Regions from separate parts of the Anas platyrhynchos genome. Here regions 2 and 3 are each linked to region 1. The links are chromatin contacts, called in public Hi-C maps. All regions are on one chromosome and are shown on one strand. Each heading gives the region's core, a stretch centred on a gene start, on an enhancer-like site or on the middle of the called end of the contact. The rest is flanking DNA. Distances are from core to core; before and after follow the strand shown. Region 1 holds the start of NDRG3 (NDRG family member 3). Region 2 holds the start of PHF20 (PHD finger protein 20). Region 3 holds the start of LOC113841953 (rho GTPase-activating protein 39).

Evidence for each region. Hi-C and Micro-C count contacts between places; a contact is called where the count stands out from the background.
Region 2: a Hi-C map of subcutaneous adipose tissue shows a contact between it and region 1, with 1.9 times the contacts expected there. The contact joins the promoter of PHF20 here to the promoter of NDRG3 in region 1. A contact is called at or near these places in 2 of 8 Hi-C or Micro-C datasets (small yellow follicle and subcutaneous adipose tissue).
Region 3: a Hi-C map of subcutaneous adipose tissue shows a contact between it and region 1, with 4 times the contacts expected there. The contact joins the promoter of LOC113841953 here to the promoter of NDRG3 in region 1. A contact is called at or near these places in 3 of 8 Hi-C or Micro-C datasets (liver, small yellow follicle and subcutaneous adipose tissue).

What each region holds. Positions count from the first base shown.
Region 1 is chr21:9,406,230-9,409,235 of IASCAAS_PekinDuck_T2T, forward strand. It overlaps NDRG3 (NDRG family member 3), which reads right to left and starts at 1,628. Exons shown (of 16, transcript XM_027472971.3): 1 at 1,498-1,628.
Region 2 is chr21:9,264,338-9,267,102 of IASCAAS_PekinDuck_T2T, forward strand. It overlaps PHF20 (PHD finger protein 20), which reads left to right and starts at 1,298. Exons shown (of 21, transcript XM_072026703.1): 1 at 1,298-1,436.
Region 3 is chr21:9,207,863-9,210,853 of IASCAAS_PekinDuck_T2T, forward strand. It overlaps LOC113841953 (rho GTPase-activating protein 39), which reads left to right and starts at 1,605. Exons shown (of 10, transcript XM_072026284.1): 1 at 1,605-1,763. The coding sequence starts at 1,753.

The sequences.
Region 1 (3,006 bases), core at 378-2,877:
CAGCACAGCCAGTTTTAGTACTTCTTTGAAACAAACTAAGTTTCAAAATCCCAAACAAATAAAATTGGAATAGTCATTCTCAGTCCTGAGCCCTCTTCACAATCCCAGTCCCATGACTAATAATCCAAACGAACCCTAAAGGTTTCTTCGTTTCTTCAGCAGTCTGCCTCTAGTTCAGTCCCATTTGAGTGTGGGACACACATCTGGTAAGTTCTGCTTCCTAGTCCAGCTCACTTATCTGACAGGAAAGCTCCAAGCTGTTACTAAACTCAGCTTAGATTTTACATAACCTATTAGCTTTTTGCCATGGATCTCTATGTCAGGGCTAAGCATAGTTGGACAGGGGTTTGGAAGACTGTTGCTCTCTTGTTCCTACAGAAAAGGACAGGCAAAGCCAAAGTGAGGAGCTCCATCATCCTATCTGAACACAGGAGAGTCATGAATGTGCCTGGCAAAGGAAGAGAAGTTGATTCTCCTCCACTTGTACACCCATCATCTCGGCACTCAAGCACAAAACCTCTTCTGGGTTTCCCAGATTTAACTCACTGAACTCAGCAGACCTTTCCTATTCCCTGGAGCAAACTGACCAAGTTGTCCCACTTCTGCTACAAACTGGGACCATGCTCTGCATGCTGTGACAGCCCCGTGCCACAGCTGGATCCCACACTGCTTCCAGGCTCCCCAAACCTGAGAGGAACGAACCAAGAACTGGCTCAGACACCGGGCTCTGACTCCGCAACGTCCCCCGGTGCTGCTGTGGGGTCAGACGGCAAACCCCACTCCTCCAGGTCGCCCATGACACTGCTTCTTCTGTAACCCGGGCACCTTCTGCATGGGACTCGCAGCTCTGATTTCCATGCCGATGGAAGCACCTGGCCTCACTGCAACGTTTGGGATTGCTCCCCACAACTGACATTACACATCAAATAAACGGACATCGACCTGAAGCCATGACGCACTTCAGCTAACGATTATTTCTTTTACAGCCCATTCCTTCCCTATTCATACAATGACAAGACCCTATAGAATTGAAGAAAAAAACGGTTTTGTTGCCCAAACGAAACAAAGACCCCAGAATTTCAAGACACGAGCACCCTCACAGAAAAGCCGCCGAGCGCGGTAAGGGGCAGCCCGGGGCACCCCCAGCGCCTCGCTCCAACGCCCAGCGCCATCCCCACGAGAAGCCAGGGCGCCTTTCGCAGCCGGTTTGGTTCCTCCCCAGCGAAGCCCGGATTATTTCCCTCACAGCTCCGTGACGGAGCGGTGCTGCCCCCGGCACAGGGAAGCAGCACTCAGCCCCCCCCCCCCTTCCTCCTCCTCCTCCTCCCGCGGGCACAGCCGCCGCTCGCCCTCCGCCCGCCCGCTGCCCGCCACCTCCTGTCACCCATCGCCTCGGTGCCGCGGAGCTCGGCAACCGCAGAAGCCGCCCACAACGCGGGGCTCGGCGCCGCTCCGCTGCGGGCGAAGCCCCGGCCCGCGGGCGGCCCCGGCGCTCACCTGCACGGCGGCACCACAGCAGCTCCGGCCGCCGCGGCATGGACGGGGGGGGGGGGGGGCGCTTTGCGCCTGCGCGCCGCGCCGCGGGGCTGCACACGCGCACGGCTCATGGCGGGGCTCGGGACTACAAAGATGGCGGCAGCGCCATCTCGCGAGCCGCCCGTGTGGCGCCGCCTCCCGCCCGCCCGCGGCTGAGGGGCTGTGGGCAGCGGCGGTTGGCAGACTGTGTTTGTACAGACAGCGATAAAAGGCGCCGCTTGGGTCCTCAGGCTGGATGTTTGATGGGGCGACGGTGTGGCAAGTACCGTCTTTCAAGCTGACTTGACTATCAAACCCTTTTTCCTGTTGGCTGCATTGGAGGAGTGCGCCTATGTAAAACAGTCGTTGTGGCCCTTCATCCGAGACTGTTTCCCGTCTCACTGAAACGCATTTTGCTGCACGGTGTTTGTAACAAATGGACTTGGACACTTCTGTAGATGTTGAGCCACTCTCATCAGCCAGTCTCTTTGTGCAGCGCTTTCTCTGCACCCTCTGGTCTATGAGTCCAGGCTCAGTTCTTCCTTGTGGCCTCTTCATCTCTATTCCTTTCACTCTTGCACAGTGATATTTTGAAAACTTAGAACACAAGAAAACTTCCTTTACCAGCTCAGTCTTCTGCCAAGTCACCACTGAAGATCTCATCATCTGAAATCCCAGCTAGACACGCACCTGGGCACAGCAGTGAAACAAGCTGCAGTATGTCTCGCTTGGTACAAGGTACGTTGTTCTAGGGGAGCACAGTGCCACCTGCCCAGTGTAAACCAACACATGCAACATGTAAATGTGAATGTTCAAGGGAGCCCACTCTGAGGTCACAGTTATTCAGCCCTGTACCTATTGACAAATCCTGGTGCTGTATTCCTTTCACAGATGCTATGAATGTAACTAAACCAGAGCAAGTTTTGCACAAAACTTATTATTTGCAACTGCAAAGAGTGCTTTCACTATTGCTGCTTTCCTGGCTCTTTGGGAATGTCTTAAAGTAAAAATACTTGGATCCCAGGATAGCAAGGCATCCCCAGCTCCTCTCACCTTAACCTTAGTATGGGCCTGCACCAAACGTTTGAAAACTAGGTATTGCCCGAACCTAATCCATGCTCTGGTTTCTGGTGCCACCCAGTGGTCCTACATCCTGCTTCTAGCTCCGTTCTTAATTACGTGGAGGCTGTTACTGAATAGCCCTTGGGGGAGGGGAGGCAGAGAGCAGGGACCATATGCAGGTAAGTAATTCCTGTGTTTATTCGCAGTAGAAAAAGAAAGAGCTGTGAGCGATCGTGGCACTGGGGCGCTCAGCTGTACCCAGCATTACAGTGTCCAGTACCCCTTTCTTGTTATCTTTTAGCCTCAGCCCATTCTTATATCACTGCCCTGAACTGCCTGCAAAATCCTGCCACCTCATAGCACTACCTGTTGTTACTTTATCACCTTCTCACACTTATCAGTTATTTCTAGCAATTTCTCATGTCACAT
Region 2 (2,765 bases), core at 48-2,547, 140 kb before region 1:
AGGAAATTATTTTCCTCAAAACTTGGGAGTGGTTTTGTTTAGCTGCTTTTTATTTTAATTCATTCTGCAATCTTTTTTTCTTGCCTCTAGAAACCTGCAATGTTAAAACCACATGTGAGATTCCCAGGTTAAAAATAGTCCAAGCTGATAACTACATTTTCTGCCACATTTTTTTTTCTCCTGTGATGGCATTTTTAGCAAGTCATCCTGCTTCCACAAATTCACAGTACACTGCTCACAAGCTGTAAGAAACATTAACATACAAGAACATCAGAGAAACATTAACACAGAAGGTGCTTTGCACCAGCCTTTGTGCTTGTTGGGTCCGGTGCTGTTCATGTCACTGGGGTGAGGCTGATGTCATTGGATTTGTGCAGCGCCAGCAGTTTCTGTGGTTATTTGGCAGGACGAAGATGAGAGAAAAGTGCTTAGACCTGGAGCTATGGGTTGCCCACTCACCTTGTTGCATGCAGCTGTACACGCTGCTGACACACGTGGGGTATACGAGTACCCTGCAAACTGGGGGAAAAAAAAAAAAAAAAGCAACTCCTTAGTGACTGAAAATTGTTTCAGCTTTTCTCAATGAAATGATCATTTGAAATTGAAGTGATTATAAGTGAAACTGGCACTACCTGCAGCATGAGCCCTGCAGGCACCTTGGCCCCAACAGCTCCCCTTTCGACCCTCAAACCTGGCAGGCGATGTCTGTGGCCTCTGGGCAGAAAATGCTGGATTGTCTCAGGCAAACCCCCTGAACCAGGAGGGTTTATCACCTACAGCAACAAATCCTGCAATATTTGAAGTTAAGAACTTCAATCTGCAGAGATTTTTGCTGTTCTGCACCAGCATGCTCTTGGCTTTAAGTTACCATAAAACTGAGAAGCGTTTTGATTTTCAGGAGGCTGAACGGCTCCATCCAGGGGCCGGCAGCACGGGGCCCGGAGCAGGGGGAGCTGCCTGGGGGCCGCAGAGGAGACAGACACAGCCCCTCCGGGCAGCGGGCACGCGGTGTTTGGTGTTTTTTGGGTTTATTTCACCCTTTTTCAGAGCCCTGGTGGACACACAAACCTCTTGCCGCGCCCCAGCCTGGGGGCAGCGCCTGTCGGGAGGCCGCTCGCCGGCAGGACCGGGGCCGTCCTCCCACCCCTCACCCACAGAGCCCCGGCCGCGAGGCGCCGCCGCCGCCGTTCCTTGGGGACCGGGACCGGGACCGGGACCCGCGGGGCCGCGCAGAGAGCGCGCTGCGCGCCCCCGCGGCCCGGCAGCGAGCGGGAGGGGCCCGGCCCGAGCCCGCCCCCTCCGGCGGCGGGTGGCGGCGCCGCAGCGAGGCGGCCATTTTGTGGCGCTGCGCGGTCGGTGGCGCTGGGCTCGGCGCGCAGCGGGGCCCGGGGGCGGTTTGGCTCCGCTCTCCGCCTTTGTCCCGTGCAGAGCCCTCGGTAAGAGCGCGGCGGCGCCCGGGCGGGCCGGGCCCGCGCCTCCCGCCCGCCCCGCGTTGCGCTGCGCTGCGGGCCCGCGGCGTGGCGAGGCGAGGCGAGGGGAGGGAGGCCGGGCGCGGCGCGGCTGGCACGCGGCCCCGCGCACAAAGGGCCGGGCCGGGCCGGGCCGGGCCGGGGGCGCCGAGCGGGCGCCGCTGCCGCCTGGCCGGGGCCGGGGGGCCCGGGCCGCGCCCCCGCCGCCCCCGCCCCCGCTCCCTGTCCTCTCCTCTCCCCTCGCCTCCGCCCGCGGCCCAGGTGAGTAGGAGCGCGCCGAGCGCCGGCGCCGCGGGGCCCGGCCGTTGGGGGCGGCCGAGTGACCTTGCGGCGGCGCCGGGGCCGCGGGGCCCGGGAGAGAGGCGCCGAACGGGCCCGGGGGAGCGGCGGGGCCGGGGCCCGGCGGGGGCTGCGGCGGGAGGTGCGCGGCCGGGGAGGGGCCGGCGGCGGAGCCCGGCCCCGGCGGCCTCAGGAAGCGGCGCGGGGCCGCTCCCGGCGGGGCTCTGCGGGGCGGGGGGCGGCCACGGCGGCTCCGCGCCTGGCCCCGGGGACGGAGCCTCGCGTGGGGCCGGCGCCCGGAGGCGGTCCCGGCGGCCGAGGGCCTCGGAGCGCTTCTGCTCCCTGCTGTTGCTTGTCTCCCTGAGGCGTCTTTAGGGAAGCGAGATCCAGATCGCTCCCTGCGCGCAGCTGGGAGCCGCTTCGCATCGTATGCGTGTGATACCCAGAGCTGGGAGGCACCGTGTTTGTTCCCGACACACCTGGGTTCCCGGTGGCTTGCTGCCTCCAGCACGGGCTGTCGGTCCGCTTGGCTCGGAGCGCACGTGCAGGCTGTAGCTGTAGCAGCACTCGGTTGATCAAGGAGGTTCTCAGTGCAGTTTTGGGGAACAGTTACATCTCTGCTGCCTTTTCAGTATCCTGCTCATATCTCAAACGTTTTTGTGATTCCATGCTATTGCTTCTGGCATAAACACTTGGACATAGACAAGGAGGGATGTTTGAGTGTCCAGGAGTCCAAACGGGATGAAATAAACTGATTTTTACAGTGTACAGAATTCGGTGTTGTATAGTGTAGTCAAATGAAATGTAACTTGTTAAAAACAGTGCTGATAACTTGAAGTAACCTTATGTAGGTCTCTGTACAGGAGCTTGTAGCCGAGCATCTGTACAAGAGAAATGCTTTTGGCGTGGACTTGTTTAACTTCCTACTACGAGCGAGGACCAGTTTCCAAAAAAAGCTCAATGAGAAGACTTGTAGCAAAGATCATTTGTAGTACAATTCTTTATTTTCTTTTGGTG
Region 3 (2,991 bases), core at 355-2,854, 200 kb before region 1:
TCTTGCCAGCACAGCAAAGTCAAACAGAGTGTTAACATTTTTACACACTGAGTCTAAATCTACAACAGCCCTTGAACAGAGGCCGTCAGGCTGCTGTAAGCATTTTCACAGATTTGCTGTGTTCCTCAGAGGACAGGTACAGCCTTTATTGGCAAAGGCGTAGAGCATCTGCATCTCCGCAAGGAACGCTGCCAGTTTAACCACATTTTAGAGCTACACCAGCAAACTTCCATTTCCAGTGCAGACCTACTTTAACTCCTGTTTTTCTCCTCTGCCTGTGTATACCCTGATCCTCAAGTTTTACCGCCTGCAGCACTCAGCCTCTCCCCATCCCCTGCCCTGTGCTGCCACCAGCCACCTCCTCACTGCACCCTGCTGGGGGCTTTGCTGCTGCGGGGCCCCACTCTCCCATCCCTGATATGTGTCCAGCCCATAAGCACCGCGGCCATGATCTCACTGTCTCTCTATTTGTTATTTACAAGTACAGGGGGACTTCACATGAGTGTCTTTGGATTAAGTTACTCCAAAGTTATTCAGCAGTGCCAAAACGGCGTCTGTGAGAGAGCACTGCAAGGGCTGGATCCCTCTGTGTGGAGCCTCCGCCGGCTGACTTGCCTGGGGTCTGCCGTGATTAACAAGCTGCGCGGACACATTTCTGGCTGTATCAGAAATTTGCCATGCTGTGTGACAGAGCCCAAAACTCACGTTGCTAGTGACAAAATCCACCTGGTATCTGCCAAGTCTCACACCCACAGTGAGAGGGGCCTGAAGTTCCCTCACAAACCCCCTGAGGAGGGTTTCCCCTTGGTTGTAAGAACAAGACCCTGTCCAAAATGCATTGGGAGCACTGCAGCAGCCCCTGTGATGTGGGCTCTGCTGTGTCACTGTGCCAGGTGACGTTGTCCGAATGGGTGGCTGACAGAAGGCTGAGCTGACTGAGCAGGGCTGTCCTTCAGTGCACGGTTCATTTCTTCGGAGTACTCACGTCGAAGGCTTTTGGGGGTATTTTTTGGGCTCTGCCTCTTCCCAGTGTGGGGACATGCCTGGTGTTTCTGCACAGCCTCATCCAGACCACACTGTGCTCAGGACACTGATAGACACAGAAAGTCCTCATCTTAACGGATGTAAGCATTTGAGCTGCTTTATCCTGACTTCAGACACCTTTAGTTGTTCCCACCAATGTGTTTGTTTAAAGAAACACTTGGAGTTAAATCCTCACATGCATCCTGCCACCACAAAGGCCACCGAGGCAGCATGGCTGCGCTCCCGAGCTCCCCATCCTCACGCCGCCTGTGCTGGACGGTGCTCAGGGGAGCAGAATTTCCCTCTGGGGCCAACGCGTGCCTCAGCCCTGCACACTTCAGCCGTTTCCCACAGGAGATTCCTGTCCCCTAGTGGAAAAGGCGACTCGGGTTAACTGCGGAGCTTCGTTTTGAAGCACAACCGGGGGCGGCGGGTCCCGTAGCTCACTGGCACCAGCCGGCTCCCCAAACCCTCGGCCCGGGCACCCAGGGGCCGAGCCGAGCCGGGCCGGGCCGCGGAGCGCCCTGAGCCGCCGCCAGGGGCTCCCCTCGGCCCGCGGGCCCCGCACCGCCCCGCCGCACCCCGGCCCGGCCCGGTTGGGTCCCGCAGCCCCCAGCAGAGGGACCCGGGGAGCGGCCGGGGGTCCGGGCGGGGCGGGGCGCGGGCTCGGGTTTCACGCCCTGCCCCGTGCGGGCAGAGCCGGGCGGTGCTGGCGCGGCCGCGGGGGCCATGGCGGAGAGGTGAGTGCGGCGGCGGCGGCTCCACCTGTTGAGGGACGGGGCCGCGAGGGACCCCGGCCGGGAGCCGGGAGCAGCAGCGGGCGAGGCCGGGCGGCGCCGGGCACCGGGATCCCGCCGGGAGACGGGCGGGCCCCGGGATCACGGCTCGGGCCCGGCCGCCGGCTCCGGGCGCGTTCCGTGGCTCTTGAGGACCGACCGCGGCTTGGCTCGGCGGAGAGCTCCCGGCCGGGGCAGCACCTGGAGGCCGGGAGCTGCCGAGCCGGCGGCCCCGCTCGGTGCCAGCCCCCGCCTGAAGTCCGGCTCCTTTGGGGAGGACGGTGTGGGGCTGGGCACGCGCGCTGCCTTCCCCAGCAGCTGGTGCCGGTTGCTTTTTGCACCGATCTGCCGAAATTTTTCGTCTTCCTAGCTGAAAAGCTCGGAGCGGTTTCACCTTCCTGGGAGCTCGGCTCTCCCCCGGGGCACCGGCGCTCGGCTGGCTCCTCGCGTTCCCTTTGTCTGGGGGGAGAGCTGTGCTGGCCTCCTGCCCGGTGGCCTGGTGACGGTGCGAGGTGTTTGGGAGGATTTGTGTTTCTCGGGAGTTTTGAAGCTTTTTCTGCCTCTTTCCTGCCCCCCTCAAGTGGAATGCGGCTGGAGTTAGTCCGCAAGAAAGAGCATCTGGGGAAGGAAGTGCGCGTCCCTGGGAGAGAGGGGAAGCAGGACGGCAGAATTTATCCAGAGCAAAGCGATAAGCGCGGCGCCAAGCCCTGTGCTCGCCAGCAGCAGCGGCAACTCCTCACTGCTGCTGTGTCTGCACGCTGGTGACAGCGAAGGGCAGCAAGGTTGCAGGCTGCTCGCTTTGGGGCATAAACCTGACAAAGCTGCGCAGATTTGGGAGCATCCTTGCACCAGCCGGCACAGAAGGGCACCGGGTTTCTTGTGCTGCATTTTCCTTTCCTGAGCAGCCTTTTCTCGCTGTCCTTTTGGTGCTTTTCGAGTTTGTTTTTTTTTACCAGTTTGATGAGGTAGCTCTTTCCTATCGGTTGGATCAAGGCTACGTGGAGCGATGCTGAGATCGCAGCGGATTATAGGAATGCAGATTTTGAAGCCAGGTTTTTGGTTGGATAGTTCACATGCCTTCAGTATTCACAACAGGTTTGCTTAGCTGAAACAGATGTCCCGGCCTTAACTGGAAGCACATAAGCTGGAGGGAAATCCAAGTGTGCTGGCCTGGTGCATTTTTTAACCAAGA